2 separate regions of the Anas platyrhynchos genome follow, and region 2 is linked to region 1. Evidence: chromatin contacts called from public Hi-C data. All regions are on one chromosome and are shown on one strand. The core of a region is the stretch at or near the end of the contact, and the rest is flanking DNA. Distances in the headings are between cores, read along the strand shown. Region 1 holds the start of ARSG (arylsulfatase G). Region 2 overlaps RGS9 (regulator of G protein signaling 9).

Region 1 (4,784 bases), core at 1,470-3,969:
CAAAGAGGTAAGATCAGGATTTGCATGGGAGCAAGTTGAGCGAGCCTTCAGCGGCGACAGCCTTCTTAGCTCATGTCTGGCATTTGCTAAAAATTGTCTAGAATTAAGGGGAAAACTTCCTCTTATTCATGCAGCAGACCCAAGCAGACTGTTCTTCCCTCACCTCTGCAATACTAAGGGAGAAACATTTTCTCCAGAATTTAGCAAATCCTAAATCCTCTTTTTGTTCCAAGCGAAATGTTGCCGTTCGTTGTGCTTGTAATAAATCAGTGCATAATCATCTCCACTATCTTTTATTTGTGGATGCCTTTGAGGCAAGGGAACATTTTTTCTCTGTACGAACGTCAGCAGTAAGTCACCCTGAATGTTTCTTTGTCACGTCAGAGCCCTGATTGACACTGATTTCTTCCTTCAGAAAGGAAACTCCGTTTGCCTGCAACAGTAGGATAAATACGGGGAGAGTATTTATACATTTGATATGCAAATTAATCGCCAAAAGTAGCTCCTCTCTGAGGCTAGCAAGGTAAAATGTTTTATATTTCCCTCTTAACAGAAGCAGGGATCAAATATGAAAGCATCTGGATGACAGCCAACCCTTTAGCTGGAGCCAGGCTGTATTTTCATTGTCTCCATACCCTGTCTCATTTGCTTTCAGCAAGACAAATGCCTGCGATTATGCCAAAGTCAGGAGAGCACAGGAGGAAAATGCAGCCTCGCACCTCTGCTTATGCCTTTGGTGGTGGAAATCACCGCTTTGCTGCCCAGAGCTACTGCCCCAATTTAGGCAGTTTGGAGGACCAGCCTCTCCGAGGGCCAGCTTCCATCATTAGAGGAAGAGAAGCAGCTCCAGAGAGCAGTTCTCAGCCTGAAGCCATGTCCCAGGTAGCTCTCCAGTCACTCCCCGGCGGGGCCACTTTCTCCCCACGGCAGCGACCAGCTCAGGCTTTGTCACTGCACTTTCAGACACCTCGGGTGAAATGAAATCACCTCCTGGGTGCTGTGCTTCCCCAACAAATGTAGGCAGTGTGATGTTAGCATGTAAATTTTGGCAGAGCACTCCGCATCCTTGGAGAAAAGGTTCTATTCTATTCTGTGTCTGTCTTCTCGCTAAGAATTATTTTCCATACAGGATCCTCCAGTAGCTTCATGGCAGCATTTCACTGCTTCCATCTCCATGTTCACTTTTCAACAGTCACAAGCCACTGCAAATAAATGGCTCCAGACCTTGGCAGTTGTGTAGGAAATAAGCCCGCGTTTTACAGATCTTTAAAAGCAAGGAAAAAAAAACCACCATAATTCCTCATTTCCTTAGCTGGAGCTCTTTGGATCACATATTTTTGTCTCATGGGCTAATTTTTTTTTCTCCATCTTCCTCTCAGACAGGACTTCTGTTTGTGCAGGCGTCAATGTTGCTCCATCGTCTTGCTCAGCACGGGTAAACCCAGACAGCCTGAGAAGAGCTTTTAAGGCAATACTTAGGAAAAATAGGCCAGAGCTGAAAATGTGAGGACGAGAAACAGCAATTCAGTAAGATGCAGCTAGGTTATTTGAAATAACCAGTGAGATTATTTACTGCTCTCAGTTCTGCCCAGAGCACTGGTGGTGTTTGGAAGCAATTCACTATCAGCTGCAGGGAAGCACTGGCTCATGCCTCGCTGGGCCTGAAAGCAACAAGGACGATGGAGGTTGAGATGTCGGCGGCGTCTGAACCGCCGCTGTTTACTGCAGACAAAATCGTCTCGGAGAAGCACCATGATCCGAGCATGGAACCGGATTCCAGGACCGTCTGAGCACTAAATATAGCGGCCGTGCTAACTCAGCGGCTCTGGGCGCAGCAGATAACATCCTGCTTCGGGACGGCTCGCAGGAGTCAGGCGAGGGGAGGTATGAAATTCAATCCCTGTCAGGGCACTGGCAAGCAGTTCTTGGGCATCCTGGGATCTCTTTTCACTGTCTTGGTTTATATCTTTTTGAAATGTTTGAGAGAACAATAAAAAGATTAGGAAAAATTAAAGGACATATTTTGGTATCGTGGGCTAAACTCTTCCTTCATCTGCACATAGTATCTTCCAACAGGCCTCCGTGATGTTTGCTAAAGCTTCTGAACACGGAAAACATCACAAGTGTTAAATATCAGACCTTTGTTTGTTTGTTGTTTTAATAAAAACACCCAAGGACTATTAGGCGTGCTGGGGAAGAGCTGCTTCTGGCAGGGGAATAGAGAGGGTGCGCCTACAAACCCAGTAAGCCCTGGGTAGCTCACACCACAACGTTCCCGTGCAAAGCTTCTCCTGCCTGTTGTAGGCAGGCCCCTGTAGGGTCCAATTCCCTCGGGACACCCTGTGGGATGCCTCTTTGGCCATGGCATTTAATTTCCCCATTGCTCCGAGTCCTACACGAGTCCTACACCCGTGACAGGGCGATGCTCTGAAGGTCCCCATGAAGCTCCCCTTTGCACGCTGCTGTTTCCACACAGCTCTGGTGTAAAAAGTTGCAAAGTGCTTAGTGTGGCCCTCTTTGTTGTACCCTCCTTGCCACCATTTGCTCTGTTTGTGCCACCAAATTTATTAATTTTATCCGCCCTGCTCAGGGGTGACCGTGCCCCATGTGGTGCTGTGCTATGTGAACGGGCTGCTCAGGGGGGGATTTGGGGGCTGCCAGCCCAGCTCAGGGGGCACCCCCAGTCCTGGAGACATCGATTTGAGGAACCAAAGCGACCCTAGGCTGGTTGGAGACCGAGACCAGGGGCTTCTCTGAGGCACGGGGGGCCCGGTCCCAGCCGCGGCCGCGGCTCCGCCCGCCGCGGGCCCGGCGCCCCCGTGAGGAGAAAGGGGCGGAGGGCGGCCGGGGGAAGGCTCCGGGCCTCAGCCCTCGATCTCCGGCCTGCCCCGAGCCCCGAGGCCTCGCTGCGAGGAGCCGGGACCCGGCCGAGGCGGTGGCCCCGTCCCACCGGGGCTCGGCGGCACCGAGAGCCCGGGGGCGGCTCCGATAGCACCGCGGCCTGCCGGGTTGACCTGGCCGCCCTGCTGCCGGCCCCGGAATCGCGGCGCATTCATGTTTCCTGTCTCGTTTTCACCGCTTTTTAATTAACCGTGTTGAGAAAGTACGCTCCTCCTCTCAGACGCCTTCCTGTTGTAAATAGAGGCTGAAAATATCCAAAATCAGCCAAGGCCTGGTACGCCTGTTTGCCTCTTCCTTCAGCCGGGGCTTCAATAAGCAAAGCCCTGCTGTGTCACAACAGGAGATACCCTGCATTGCAGGAACTATTGGTAAATATCGTTAGTTTGGACCACTGCACGTAGTTATTTTATCCTTTAGCTACGGGTTAAGGTGGCAACAAGGTCCTGGGATTATCAGGAGTTGTAAAAGATCGCATGTGTAGTCGAGGCACGTTACAAATGCTACGCAACAGCTCTGTGTGTGTTTTTCTGCCACAAAATGGATCGAAATTCATTAAAAATTGAAATAAGTATTACAGCTCTGGGAAAAAGCTGTTAAGCAAGTTGGTTGGCTTATCCTGCAGCAAGAAAATTAATAACCTTCTGTCTTTTTTGGATCCCTCCTACAGGTTTGTTCGAGGAGTCAGAAGTTAGCACAGAAGATGATGTGACGTGGTTGAAGGAGTGCTGTGAAGCCGTCTCCAGAGATCTGACTGAAAATCCTGGAACCCGTTCCAGTTTCACGTACAGCGTGTGCTTTTGGAGTAGATGAACACGCTACAAGTAGCCTACAGACTCCTGCAGGTACATAATGCTGACAAACTGATGAACAGAGGGAACTTTTTGTTAGTCACTAATCAGAGGGGAGATGTCTGATAAAAGACTGTTCTTAGGGCCTTGTACTGAAGATAATAGGTGTGAACACAGTTTAGAGGCTGGTGTCTTGCAAGCCCAAATCCCAGCTCCTGCAGCTATTAGATTCTGTAACTTTTATTCATTTAAGTAGTCCCACTGCAGACAGCAGGATGATCTAAGAGCAGCAGGCTCATGCTTCGTGAGCTGGTTGAATTACTCCTTTACATCTGTGAAGTCCATGCTCTGTCAGCCACTGAGTATGAGAAATAAACCCCCTAAATTAATGCTGTGGACAGATGGATGTTTTGCCTGTTGTTGAGCATAATAATGTAGGATTTGTGTTCTTGTCAAACTTGGTTAGGCTAAGAAAAAATCTGTGGGACCACAGTAATAAAATTTGCTGTTTGATCATCCAAAGTGGTGATTTTTTTGTGATGTGGTCTGTTAGGAATTTTGCTGAGTCCACTTAGCATCTGTAGGATTAGGAAGACTTTTTTCCTCTAGCAATCAGCAATTGATTCAAATATCTAAATTTCTTACTGTCCTTTCTTTCTGCTTTTATAAAATAATATTTCAACAATCTGTGAACCAAATAAGATAAAAAATAATTTTTTAAAGGGGTAATTTTTGTGAAGGCCCAAATCTGCAAAGAGGACTTGCACTTAAAAAGTCTCTCTTTGGAATATTATTGTATCTGAATACTCAGACTTTCCTGCTCAACAGCATGTATTTACATACGTAAAAATAATCCTGCATGTTCACAGCTTTTCTATATATTTCTGCTTCTGTCCTGACAAAAGTTATTTATTTTTTTCCTGACAAAAGCCTTTTCATTGATTTTTTTCTTTTTCCCCCAGGGGATCTGTTGAAATACCCGAAGGAGAAAAGACAGCTGCTTTGTGTGTTGCGGGAATAGCAATGACAGAGCTTTATCCAGATTGAGTCTTGGAATTCCATCTTTGGACAAGCTTCCTTGACAAAAGGTATCGT
Region 2 (4,497 bases), core at 1,067-3,566, 60 kb before region 1:
TTCCCCTTTCTGATCTCTATCAGCATAAAGGTCAGCGTAAACCACAGGCTGGCAAACGAATATAAATACATACAGCTTGGCGTTGAGATCCCAGAACTCAGGGTCGTCTGTTACCCAGGGGTTGCTGGGGAGACATCCCGACAGGATAGGGTCGTTGGAGAGGAACTGCTCAGAGTACTTCACAAGCCTGCAAGCAAATCCAGCAAAACGAAAATCTTAATTTGCAAGCAGAGTTGCTGCCAGCCCCGTTACAACCACCAAGTGGCTGCACAGATTTCGGGTATCTTCAGAGGCGCAGCCTTACCACGGGGGTCTGCAACGTGACCCCTGCCTTACTGCAAAAATTGATTCATTAGTGCTGTTCATCTTTTCCCCTTGCCTAGCAGTAATCTCCCAAGTGTCTTTCAAAGCAGGGATTTTGTCAGCTCAAGTGCTGGGAAATCCCAGTCTTTCCTCCCTCCTTTTTGCCTCCTCACTTCAAGCAGTGGGACTGAGCCCCCAGACGAGTGCTGGTTCCTTCTCCAGCCAGCAGCTCAGACTGAGAATCGCCTGCCCGTGCTGTTTCGTGCCACACACTACAAGGAGGGAAGTGCCAAAGAAGAGGAAAGCAAGCACGGTGTTTGCTCAGGCTGGGTTCTCTGCAGCCTCCTGGCCGGGTGTGGGAGAGCCCAGCGAGCTCTGGGAGAGGTGAGGTGGTGCTGGGTGCTTCCCCGTGCCACTGCTCACCTACCACACAGCCCATTCCTCTGCAAATGAGTCTGAGGGCTCAGCACAAAGCAAAAATCTCCCTACCCTAGCAGGAACCAGACAAACATTTCTCCTACCTTCTAGGCTGGCGAGACTGGTAATTACAACCAATTTCACTAATGTCCTGGAATTTTAGCTTTCTCCTCCCTTTTTCATTCTTGAAAAAAAATTCCTCTGGTTTCTCTGTTTAAAACTCCTTCCAGGCCAAGCTGCTTTTATGTGCTCAGAGCTGGGAGCGCACTGTCCAAGGGCCCGTAGCTAACAGGCACCTTGGCACAGATCCCTCGGTTCTACAATGCGACTGCACAAAGCACACCGCAGGTTTGGCACAGGAGTGCTTGATCCTATCTTCTCATCCGAAATGCCAAGGCATTCAGCACCTGCATAATTCAATCCGATCCATGTATTCTAATCAAGCTGCAAATCTAAACCTGTCAACTCGGGTAACATTGCTCTGTCCTTTGAATGATGAGTGCTTTGCAGCTCCTCCTAAATCAATGCAATGCTCTGATGCATGCATATTATCTACTCGCTGATCTTACCCTCATCAATAATAATTTGATTTGGAGCAAATCCCATAGCTCAAGGTGGGGATCCAACTTTTCTAAGGAGTTTTTGATCCAGACACTGGGTATTATCCATCATAAGACAAGGAGTATTGTGTAAAAAATGTTTGTGCCAAACAGTTAAGCACTGCAAAAATCCTAAAGGCAGACAGGTGCCCCCAGCTCCAGCTCACAGGTTGGAAAATTGAGGCAAGGAGCACTTCATGCAACCAGGCAGTCAGTGACAGGTGAAGAAACAGAGCTGCTGGTGCCTTGCAAGCTGTGGTTCTCAGGAGATGGTACAGCTTCCTGGGCTCTTCCTCCAATTTCGTTCATCTTCTGTCTAACAGGCCTGAGCATCGTGTTTATCTCAGGTTTTATAGGAAACACTAGATGGCAAGGACTATGTGAAACAGCCTGGGGATGTGGACTGCACCTCCAGGGAGCTGCCCAGCACACACGATTCCAGGTAAGAAACACCCGTGGCAAATGCAGCAGCAGCTAACGCTAGGACTGGGAGCTTTGCACTTAATTGGCTTCATCAAAAACCTGATCAGGAAACACTCCCACTGAGAAGAGGACTTGCTAATTAATTGCTTGGACTTTTCCTGGGGAGGAAAGTGTGTTCCTTCATAATGCAGACTAATCAGAGACTCCCCCAGCCCTGCTGCCTTCTGAGGGCGATACCTTTTGAGCAGGAACACTCCCTGGGGCTGAATCCTGGGGCCAGGAGGGTCGATCTGTCTCCCTGCTTTCTCATCCCACACAGAACAGGCACAGGACATAGGGCTGCACCTCAGCAGGCCAGCCTCCAGAGCTGCTTTTCCAGCCTGCAGAGCCAATTTCAAAGGAGAGCTCAGCTGAGAGGCTGAAGCTGCTCTGCAGGTGGTTGTAGTAAAGCTCCCTTAGCTGCAAGGGGCTCTTCATCGTGACTGGGGCTCTGCCCCCCCTCTGCCTCGTGCCTTCGGGCGCAGACAGGCAGGACGCAGACAGCACTGAGCGTGGCCACCGGATCGATTCCCCCGGTGAGTCACTGGCTGCCAGAACAGAGCTGAATCATCTCGCTAGAGATGAGCGCCGGAGCCTAATTAAGGTGTGGACAGAAAGAAATCAGGACTTACCCTCCAAGGGAGACGGAAGATTTCACTCTGGACTTCATGATGGCCTGCTGATAGTACATGATCTGAGAGGGATCAGAAACAGCCGTGGTTAGGAGCAGGGAGATGTGAAGACGAGGCCAGCTCCATCCGAACCTGAGTGCTGGGGGAGGGCATCCTCCCAGTAACCCACTGGATGCCCACGGAATCACAGAATCCCTCAGCTCTCACAGCAAAGGGGCTATTTGCACCGAGCTTATTGCAAATATCACCAGAGCATTTTGCAATGTGCAAGTAATTAAAACCACTCTCCATGCTATATAAAAATTGGGTAATAGCTACCATTCTGGGCACCTAGAAACGCTCTGGATGATTTAGCATGTAATTATCATTGATCCTTGGCTGTCTCTATGCTGGCGCCGCTGGATGTAGCTCCCATGATTTCCCCACCACTAATTTTGATCGATTGGATTTCAGCCCCGCTATCAGCTCTTGCTGAGCCTTCCCATCGCTGGGAGAGCTGCTGGCTGCCTGTAGTGGGAGAAAACGTCCTGAAAACATATTGACTGGAAGCTTCATAGCTCAGAGACTCTGACAGCCAAACCCAGGCATTTTTAAAAAGAGTTTATCCCCTGCAAAGGGGGCTTTGGTCCCTCACACAATACTGAAATAAGCAATACATACAGGCTGAACGTGTAGAAATAAGGGAATGGTTAGTTACCTCTCTCCTATAAACATCCATTGTTTTTTTCTGTAACATAAAGAAACAAAAACCATTAAATTGGGGTGGGTGCTTGCACTCACCTTTTTTTGAAACATGAAAACACTGTTGCGGGGCTGCTCTTGTGCAGTGCTCTCCAATTAATTCTCATTACAATTAAAATCAAACACAGCAGCTCAGCTAATCAGGGTATCATCAAAGCTAAGAGCATCCACACACCGTAAATCGTGCCATTAGCTCTATTTACTATTTAGTGTTGCTTCTTCCATCACAGCCTGCCTGTGTGCCTTCAATTAAGGGGGTATTCTAATGTAGCTAAAATAGATTCGTTTACGAGACACAGATTAGATCATTCAATATTCGCTAAAGGAGACAGGAACCAACACATTGCAAAATACAAACACCACAATTAAAAGCCTCAGATGCAGTATCTGCTGCGCAAGGGGTGCTTACGTCGGGATTTGAGGAACGCAGACTGTGTTAGATGTCATCCACAAATGAGCAAGCAATTGAAGGCAAGAAATTAACTGCAGGGTGTTTATTCACCCAGCTTCCTTTGAAGCACAGTTACTTTGTGGGAAATAAACTTGAGGAAGGAGAGCGAAAGACAGGCTCAGTCGGTGATGCTCCCAGCCAGCCTTTAAAGGCTTCTGCAGCCTTTCAGTTCTGCATCTCCCATTTTAGCCAACAAGAGTCCTGCAGCTAATCTGCGGCCCAGAATCACCCCAGCCAATTAACCCCGTGGCAGACACCAGGCTGCAGAGTGCCTGGTGGAAGCACAGTGTTTGTGAGTGGTGAGGAAGGAAACATCTGGCAGCAAATGCCAGAGGCAGCCTGCGTCTCCCACCTTCCCAGCAGGGAACCTGCACACGGAGCTGCCCCTTTTGGGGTTGACACATCAACGGGGTACAAAGCTCTTGGTCAACAACAGGATCGTTGGCCACAGAGGCCGTACAGCCTCAGAACTGGAAGGCACAAGGATTACAGAGCAGCTTTTCACCCTTCTCGGCTTAGCTGCACCCCTGACGCCAGGAAAGCTCTTGTGCGGGCACCTCTTCTTCCCCCCCATTTCTACAGCAGCATTATTGTTTCAGATATGCTGTAGAAATGGAAGTCAAAATAAAAAAAAAACAAACCCCAAAAAGCCTCGCCACCTGCTTGCACAGAGAAACAAGCTGCAGTCACTGTCCTAGAAACGCCCTCTTTAGAGAACTTTCTGTTTCAGGTCACCTAATTCCTGCACAAGAGGAGCTCACTGTCTGCTTGGGGAACCTGAGACACAAGTGAGGCCCCATCAGATTTCCAAAGTGCCAGCTGACCTGTTCCGTTTGAGGAAACTTAAGAGTGGCTGGGGCATTTACTTTAGGAAAACCAAGAGGTCAAAACC

Evidence for each region. A called contact is a pair of places that touch in the nucleus more often than the background predicts.
Region 2: a Hi-C map of subcutaneous adipose tissue shows a contact between it and region 1, with 4 times the contacts expected there. The contact joins the enhancer-like site here to the promoter of ARSG in region 1. A contact is called at or near these places in 4 of 8 Hi-C or Micro-C datasets (F1 follicle, liver, skeletal muscle and 1 more).

What each region holds. Positions count from the first base shown.
Region 1 is chr19:2,895,466-2,900,249 of IASCAAS_PekinDuck_T2T, reverse strand. ARSG (arylsulfatase G) reads left to right here and starts at 2,719. Exons shown (of 15, transcript XM_038165202.2): 1 at 2,719-3,269; 2 at 3,569-3,743; 3 at 4,652-4,777.
Region 2 is chr19:2,955,505-2,960,001 of IASCAAS_PekinDuck_T2T, reverse strand. It overlaps RGS9 (regulator of G protein signaling 9), which reads right to left. Exons shown (of 21, transcript XM_072025895.1): 12 at 3,111-3,140; 13 at 2,414-2,475; 14 at 74-187. Among named protein-coding and RNA genes, the nearest start is that of RGS9, 20 kb to the right of the region's middle. Within about 2 kb of position 2,316, at least 1 of the 8 cell types and tissues checked has an H3K27ac peak or open chromatin away from gene starts, as enhancers often do.